Linked DNA regions of Mus musculus: all the other regions are linked to region 1. A link is a contact called in public Hi-C and promoter capture Hi-C data. All regions are on one chromosome and are shown on one strand. Each heading gives the region's core, a stretch centred on a gene start, on an enhancer-like site or on the middle of the called end of the contact. The rest is flanking DNA. Distances are from core to core; before and after follow the strand shown.

Region 1 (2,856 bases), core at 144-2,643:
CTGGAGGAAGCCTTGACCACAGCGCACCACTTAGGCTTTATCTCTAAGACAGTAGCGCCGCTCTCCGCCAGCCAAAGGACTAGGATCTTCAGCGCTTCTGCCCAGTCACCTACCCGACCCGGAGTCCCCAGTCACCCTCCTTCCAGCCTGCCTCACTAGTTTATCTGCCAAGAGTCTGGAGTACCAGTCTCTTTGCCCCTGGTCCCTACACCCTCTCCGCGCCCCTCTGCCCCCAAGCTATGATCTCCGAAGTGATGAACCGAATGATCCCCGAAGTGATGAACCGCCTTCTCCCCGGCGATCCCCTGGCTACCTGCAGTGGTCCGCGGAGTGCCTGGGATGCTGCCCAGGGCCCGGGTCCACCGCACTACGCCTGCTCTCAGGCAGTGATTCTCTCCCCCTCCCTCCCTGTGGGCCTCTAGAGCTTGTTTGCTCTTCCTCAGCCCAGATGCCAGATCAGTTCCCTGCCCCGCCGCTTCAGCAGCTGTTTGCTTCCTGCAGCGTGCTTTTTTTTTTTTTTTTTTTTTTCCTTTCTTTTCCGCCTTTCCTAGGCCCAATCAAAGGTGGCTCTGTTTTTGAAATGCGAAGCCGTTTCCTCTCCAAACCCCTTGGCTACTCAAGGCAGGAATCAATGGACCTATATACTCTCCCTCGAGTTATAAATAAATGTCTATTTGTTCAGGAGGCGTTTTCCCGCGTGTCCCATCATCTTCCCCAGTAGTTATTTTAAGTGTGTGTGTGTGTGTGTGTGTGTGTGTGTGTGTGTGTGTGTGTGTGTGTGTGTGTACACACACGTACACGCGCGCGCGCCCATGTCCTGGTCCTGTGACATCTGGTTCTAATCCTGAATGTGGATCTATAACCCAACCCCACCCACCCAGACTCCCCCTTGCATTCCTCACTCTATAAATAAACTCAGGTTCTTAGGCACTATCATCTAAGGACACAATAGCAGTTGTGGGTTAAAGGAAATTTAATCCAACACAGATACTGAGTCCCGCAGCCAACAATTTGGGCAAAACAAGCAATCTGGGTAAAAGTTAGGTGCTCAGTTGTCCCTCTTGTCTGTAGGGGGAAAACCTCTCCGATGCTTAGATACCCAAACTACAAGGTGACAAATTGTGTAGGAAAGTCAGTAGAGGCTACAATTCATCCCACAGATCCCGAGTGGCACCTCCTGTGGACATAACCCAGAGTAGACAGGCAACAGGAGGTACAGTGTGGGTGGGGGCTTGTGGTTGGGCCTGCTGCTTTTCCTGAACTCCAGAGCTGAATCCTCCGGATCTGAGCAGAGGGAGTCATCTAAGAGACTGCTGTTTTACAAGGTCTGGGCACAGAGCTGCCCCTCCCTTCCCCCCCTGAAGTTTGCATGGAGTGCAGTTAGGCTGTAATTAGAGGATCTGGGAGGAGAAGTCTCCTGGTGACGCTTTGCCTTTCTTCTGCTCTTGGTGAGAAGTGGCTCCTTTATCCTCGGATCAGGACCTCTGCCATCCAACACCACAAAGAGACATTCTGCACACACGCGCTCGGACACACACACCCATACCCACACCCACACCCACACCGCACTCGCCCAGAGACAAACTTAAGGTCAGGACGAGCACTAGCTCACTTCATCTCCAGCTCCCAGCTAAGTGGGACTCAGCTTCTGAACTGGAATTCAGGACAAGGTAAAACTTCCATCATTTCTGTTTGGTGGGTTTCCCCCTCTTTCAGACATATCTTGGTGCCTTATATATTTCATAGCACTGCGCATATAATGTATGTACGGAGTAAACAAATTTTCTTGTTTTCTTCAGTCTTTATTTAACATAGCACCTCCACTTTTTAAAACTATTGTCAGATAAAATAGCATCGCAATAAACAGGTTCAGTCTAGACGTGAAGAAAGAATTAACTCAAGTTTTCCTAGCTTTTGCAACTGTTGCTATTAATCTGAAAGGCACACGGTTTCAAACGGTGGCTTTTCCATCTGTACTTCAACAGGCAGTTTTATAGCAGCCGAGATGAGAGTAAGGGGTACAGAGTGCGGATGAACTGTGCAATGAGAATGTCCATCCCAGAGTTACGACTTCTCTCTGAGGGGATGTATAGGTTTACGTGAAAAAGAAAGTTACTTCCATTATAGCTAATACCTATTAGATTAACAGCCTTTGAAACGTCAGATTGTGGGTAATTCTAAAATTCTGAGTAATTTTAAAGTTAGGAACAGATAATTATAATGCATTGGGTTTTTTGTTAGGAGTTTTTTTTTTTTTTTTTAATTTGTCAATGGACAATATCAATGTCCTAAAAGTATTCCAAACCGTAGCTGTTAAGAACACTTTTTAAAAAGTTGCCCAAAGGACTTATTTGCACGTTGAAGCTACTCATTAATGAAAGCAAACCTGTAGTCCTAGGGTTGGATTAAGTTGTCCTCTTCTGTTGAATATGCCTGTTGTGTCCAAATAATACAGTCTGTTCATTTGAAAATAAGTTGTTTTATTTTCATTTATCACTGGAAAAGTACACAAGGTAGCCAGTACATTTGGGGAGTTTGAGGGTGGAAAATGTTCCTGTAAGTGGTCCAGTATGATGTCATGAAATCAAACATACTGGCTGGCTTCTTAGAACCGAATGGTTATTAAGAAATAAAGTCTGTGAATTAATTTCCTAGTAAATGTAATATTTATTCATTCCAAATGTACTTTCTGGTAACCATTTCTATTTGATTATTTCAGTATGCTAAGTTTTGAGTAATGTTATACACATTTTAATGATATAAAGTAGAACTATTATCTAATGAAAATATATCATCAGGGATTTATTTATTTATTTGAATGAGAGTATTTTCATTTTATTTAATGAAACAGAATGT
Region 2 (2,856 bases), core at 186-2,685, 3.9 Mb before region 1:
ATATTTTATTTATTTACATTTCAAATGTTCCCTCAAGAAATCCCTTATCCCATTCCCCTTCCCATGCTTCTATGAGGGTGCTCCCCAGTCACCCACTCACTCCCCACTCCCTGCCCTCGAATTCCCCTATGAGCCTTCACAGGACCAAGGGCCTCTCCTCCCATTCATAGCCTACAAAGAATACTACTCAGCTATTAGAAACTTCATGAAATTCTTAAGCAAATGGATGGAAGTAGAAAATATCACCCTTAGGGAGATAACCCAGTCAAAAAAGAACACACTTGGTATTCACTCACTGATAAGTGGACATTAGCACAAAAGCTCAGAATACCCAAGGTACAATTCACAGATCACTAGAAGCTCAAGAAGAAGGAAAACCAAAGAGTGGTTGCTTCAGTTCTTCTTATAAGGGATTAACAAAGTACTCACAGGAGAAAATATGGAGACAAAGTGTGTAGCAGAGACTGAAGGAGAGGACATCCAGAGACTGCACTACCTGGGGATCCATCCCATATACAGACAGACACCAAACCCAGACTCTATTGCAGATGTCAAGAAGTGCTTGCTGACAGGAGCCTATTATAGCAGTCTCCTGAGAGGGTCTGCGAGAGCCTGACAAATACAGAGGCAGATGCTCATGATCAACCAACCAACCATTGGATTTAGCACAGGGTTCCCAATTGATTGGTTAAAGAAAGGAATGAAAGAGCTGAGGGGGTTTGCAACCCCATAGGAAGAACAACAATATCAACCAACCAGACCTTCCAGAGTTCCCAGGGACTAAACCACCAACCAAAGAGTACACGTGGAGTCACCCATGGCTCCAGCCTCAAAATCAGGTCTAACTAAGAAGTTTTACTATCTATAAGAGACAAAGTTCAGAGCTGAGAGAGAAGGAAGGACCATCCAGAGACTGCCCCACCCGGGGATCCATCCCATAATCAGCCACCAAACACAGACACTATTGCATATAAACAGCAAGATTTTGCTGACTGGACCCTAATATCCTCTTGTGAGGATATGCCAGTGCCTGGCAAATATAGAAGTGGATGCTCACAGTCATCAATTGGATAGAACACAGGTTCCCCAATGGAGACACTAGAGAAAGTATCCAAGGAGCTGAAGGGGTCTGCAACCCTATAGGAGGAACAACCATATGAACTAACCAGTACCCCCAGAGCTCGTGTCTTTAGCTGGCCATCTAGTCGGCCATCATTGGGAAGAGAGGCCTCTTAGTCTTGCAAACTTTATATGCCCCAGTACAGGGGAACGCCAGGGCCAGGAAGTAGGAGTGTGGCTTGAGAAGCAGGGCGGGAGAGGGTATAGAGGACCTCCAGGATAGCATTTAAAATGTAAAGGAAGAAAATATTTAATAATAATAAAAAAAATCGTTAAAAAATACAAAAAACAGAATAGCCATTAGGGGGCGATGTTCAACAAGAAATGAGAGCCCACAGCAGCTGCAGTGGTATTTGTTTTATTTGGCTAGCAAGTCAGGAAAGGCACATTGAAACTGTTAAGTCATAAGGAAACAAACCCTGGAGATGCAAAGGGACGAATTACTAAAACAGCTCCATCTACCTCATTTCCTTAGGCCATTTGAGTTTTCGAAACATCTTGCAAATGAATGAATGTGTGGTTTTCTAAAATTGGAACAATGATGGCAAGGCTTGAAGACACAGACTACAAGCTTCCTACCTTGTTAAGGGTCCAGTGGGCAGGCTAAACTGCACAGCCCTCCATCAGGAGATCATGAGGACAGAGGTTCCTCTCTTTTTACAGTGAGCAAAGCACCTCCAAGGGTTTGGCAAAAAATAACTTTGGACTAAGAGAGGCATTGACTGATTTATATAAATGAGAAATCAAAAGCTTTAAAAAAAACAAAAAAACAAAAACAAAATGGAGCATAGTGATGCTCTACAAAAGAATAGTTCTATGTTGTTAACTGAGAATGTTTGCAGTAATTTCGAGCCAGTTGGAAACAAAAGTATACTGTATATATTAAAATATTATTTTAAATTTCTTCTCTAAACCATAGGTTATGTTTAATGACTATAAAGTTACTTTGAAGCCTGTTGGATTAAATCAACTTTGTCCTTCAAAAGAAATAACCTTTGAAAATGTTACTACAGAGGGACAGTCTCACATAATACTCTCTGTTCCATCAAAGCACACAATGTCAACTGGGATTTTCAAAACCAAGTTTTGAAATACCTAAGAGGAAGGGAGATCAGGAAATCCAGTTTGAGGTAAAGGAAGCTCTCTGGGGACCACACAACAGCAGCAACAAAACCAAGAAATATGAAAGAAGTTTAGTTTGAGGCATGTTTGGGGAAAGAGCTCTGTGAAATTTAGTGATATTATTGAAGTGGACAGAGATCCTGTTATTTAGATAGAATGGAATAACACAATTTTCTTAGCAGTGGGCAATCTATCCCCCCGTTTAACATAAAACTCTCACTTGCATTCTGGCCTCTGGGCCTTCCATGATGGTAATTTTCAGCCTTTTTGCCTCATTCTCTATAGGGAAGAAAAAGAAGATGAGAAAAGGAGCTTGTATGGTATAAGAAGGGGAAGGATCCAAAAAGAGAAATTAGAAAGGGAGGGGACTATCACCACAGACAGGTTTTGACCCTCCTGGGTCCGTGACTAGGGTACAGAAGGTAGAATTTATGCCAAGTGTGTTCTGATTCTGATGCCTCCTTAAACTGTGAGCTTCCTTTTATTCTTTTCATCGAAGCTACTAGAAATGTACCTGTTTCTTTGTGTCACTGATTGTATTAGTTATTTCTGTTGTTATAAAATTCTCTAACAAAAGCAACTTAAGGGAGAAAGAGCGTTGATTGGCAGTTTTAG
Region 3 (2,856 bases), core at 150-2,649, 3.5 Mb before region 1:
CTGTAGGAACCCTACACTAGTGCTACTAGCTATTGAAACTCAATCAATTATCTCTGTGTCTTCAATGGGGTTTTAATACTACTTATCTTAGAGGTGTGTTGCATAATATATATTCAGATTATTGGGGTCAAGGAGTACTTGTAAAATACTGACCTTTACTGATCAATACTTTATTTTTTTAATAGGTTTTCCAAATTGCCTCTACCAATATGACATTTACACTTAACCTTAAGGAATCTGGAGACAACTATCTACTTGCATGTTGTGGAAGAGTGTATAGGGTATAGAACAGAAATTACTGTTTTAGGAAAATTAGAAGCTTACTAATTACCTGTTAAAGGGATGAATTAAATATCCTTATTTTTTAAGTAGCTGGTGTCTTACTATAAAGAAAGGTGCGGCAAACCCAGATCCAAAGTACACGGTCATCATAGCCAGCAACCGCCACTTGTTTTCCACTGAAAATGGCAAATTCTGTTGAGAAAGAGAGAACACGGCAAAAAACATTCGTTCAAAGCATCTGAACTTGCTCTAATAAAAGGGTCGGGAGCAACCACGTATTTTATAATCAGCTGCATTCGACAGAACATTTTCATTTTAATTTAACACGCAGGTTTTCTGAATACCAGTTGGTAGGCCCTATTAAGTGTAAGGGTCTTTTTGGTTTTAATATTTGAAAAAAAAATTACTCTCCGAAGTAGTAACTTTTAGAAACAAACACATCATTCTCGTCCGTTGTTATTCGAATTTTCAGTATCAATCACAGTACAATTTTCTCTTTTTCCTATTCCACATCCTCTCTCTTCCCTTTACCAGGCTTCACCTAACAATTCCGGGGCAGTCACCACTAAGTACTCCGTTTACTTACACTGGGGGCTAAACCGGGCCTAACCGAGGATCGCCGCTTCAAACGTGGCTTGCTGGTTTAAAGCGCTAATAACCAGCCACAGGCCCTCTTCTTTTGTTTCCAATGACCTTCAATCTCCGACGCCGCCCAGCTCCCACCGAACCTTCCAGGCCTCGCTCTGCGGCTGACAGGCGGCGTGGAGGCAGCGGCTAGGCGCCGTGCTTCCCAGTTCTCCCCGGGGTGTGGACTGAGGGGCCTGAGTGTCTCCCCGAGCTCCTGGACAGTCACTTCCCTCCCCACACGCTCCAGGCCGGCCGCCGAGCGTCACCTTGCCCCTAGGCAGCCGAGCCTCACTCACCTTCCCCGGACCCTCCTCATAGTGGCTGCGACGGACCACGGAGGTCGTGAACCTCCGGATACTCTGGCCCAACATGTCGCTGCTGGAAGTTCTGCGAGGGCCGCAGACACGGAAGGCGGAAGAAATGGCCGTACCACCTAACTCCCCTTTCTACACGACCTTGCTCGGCAGAGCGCGAAGACCGAAAGGGAAGATGGGAGTTACAACAGGAACTTCCTGAAACGTACTCAACCGGCGGGCTCTGAGGTTTGTGGGCTTTGTAGTTTAGATAATACCGGGCGCCATATCGGCTCCGATGGATTGTGGGAAATGTAGTCTGGCTCTAGAATGAGCGCGCACCAGCACCAAGTGATAACTTACCTTTAGTGATTCAATGGGACCTGAGCTGTCCTATGAGTTCAGATCTAGGATTCTTGGGATTTGTTTCCAGAAACAATTTATTGAAGAAACTAAAGCTGCTTTAACATGTGTGTTCAAGTTAATGGAACAAGAAATAAAATTATTTTCTTGTGAGTATATCAGTCATTTTGATTATGGTTCTTTGCCAAGGTTGAAAGATGTGCATTATAGTCCTGTCTGAGGGAACACAAGCAACTGATCAAACAGTATGTAGCACAAAGGATGCCGTAGTGAAAACTGGACTGAAGTGCTAAGACCTGGTTTTTTTGAAGGTATAGAAATTGGATATAAGAGGACATACAGATAGAAACTCCTATGCGCAGCATGATTAGGTTGGAGAAGACACAAGAACCTTCTGACTTCTGGAGATTCCCTGGATTAGGAATTGGTTTATTCCTGCTGAACATAACAGTTTCATGGAGCATCAACATTAGCCAAGGCTACTAGACACTCGTAGATTATTGTTTTTTTTTTAAATTGGATAATTTCTTTATTTGCATTTCAAATGTTATTCCCTTTACCAATCCCCCCCCAAACTCCCTATCCCATCCCACCTTTTGTGAGAATATCGTTTGAAAAGGGGGTCACTGTGTGTATCTCTAAATATATAAATATAACCTTTTCAGTCTGTATAATATTACTTATGTATGTAACAATACCGGATGAAATGAAGAAACCATGAATTTGAAAGAGAACACAAGGCAGGGTACATGAAAGGGGTTGGAGGGAGAAAAGAGAAATGGAGAAATGCTGTAATCATATTATAATTAAAAATTATAATTTTTAGAAGAACACCACATAGACTTGTTAAATTAAGATTAGTCTAAATATGGTTCATATTTGATGATAAAATTTGGCTGAAACTATATCCTAAGAGATGTGTAAAAATATTTCATTCAAGCTACTAAGGCTCAGAAAGTAACAGGAGTTAAGCAAATCACAGGACTACATTCTGTCATCTAGCTCTCAGTCTGTCAGTCTGTTGGTTTGTCTATCTATCTATCTATCTATCTATCTATCTATCTATCTATCTATCATCTATCTGTCATCTACATATTTATGAATCTGCCTGTTAAACATAGTTGCAAATTCTATCACAAGTGTAGGCCATCCTTACCTAATCTAGATGACTCTCTTGGACTCTCTGTGAGTATTGTCATTAAAAGAGTAAGGCAGAAAGTATCAGTGTGCCATTGTCTTGCCCATATATAACAGTAAGAGAGATGAAAGGAGGTGGGGAGGGAGATTAGTT

The links. Promoter capture Hi-C pulls out the DNA fragments that hold promoters and counts their contacts. A called contact is a pair of places that touch in the nucleus more often than the background predicts.
Region 2: a promoter capture Hi-C map of second pharyngeal arch cranial neural crest shows a contact between it and region 1, with 3 times the contacts expected there. The contact joins the enhancer-like site here to the promoter of Hapln1 in region 1. A contact is called at or near these places in 11 of 39 promoter capture datasets (the 3T3-L1 cell line, 3T3-L1-derived adipocytes, the C10 cell line and 7 more), 83 of 484 Hi-C or Micro-C datasets (the 3T3-L1 cell line, 3T3-L1-derived adipocytes, the AML12 cell line and 50 more) and 4 of 115 datasets of contacts at active chromatin or transcription factors (PVALB interneurons, astrocytes, bone marrow-derived dendritic cells and 1 more).
Region 3: a contact with region 1 is called in a Hi-C map of cerebral cortex, with 2.6 times the contacts expected there. The contact joins the promoter of Cox7c here to the promoter of Hapln1 in region 1. A contact is called at or near these places in 6 of 39 promoter capture datasets (cranial neural crest, frontonasal cranial neural crest, hippocampal neurons and 3 more) and 3 of 484 Hi-C or Micro-C datasets (adipose-derived mesenchymal stem cells, cerebral cortex and cortical neurons).

The regions. Positions count from the first base shown.
Region 1 is chr13:89,539,243-89,542,098 of GRCm38.p6, forward strand. Hapln1 (hyaluronan and proteoglycan link protein 1) reads left to right here and starts at 1,394. Exons shown (of 5, transcript NM_013500.4): 1 at 1,394-1,670. It overlaps Gm34699 (a long non-coding RNA gene), which reads right to left and starts at 427. Exons shown (of 8, transcript XR_382713.2): 1 at 314-427.
Region 2 is chr13:85,638,321-85,641,176 of GRCm38.p6, forward strand. No RefSeq gene overlaps it. Among named protein-coding and RNA genes, the nearest start is that of Rasa1, 350 kb to the left of the region's middle. Within about 2 kb of position 1,436, at least 18 of the 459 cell types and tissues checked have an H3K27ac peak or open chromatin away from gene starts, as enhancers often do. A contact at or near this core is called in second pharyngeal arch cranial neural crest, where this site is marked.
Region 3 is chr13:86,045,396-86,048,251 of GRCm38.p6, forward strand. It overlaps Cox7c (cytochrome c oxidase subunit 7C), which reads right to left and starts at 1,400. Exons shown (of 3, transcript NM_007749.3): 1 at 1,206-1,400; 2 at 332-474. The coding sequence starts at 1,280. The coding sequence ends at 358.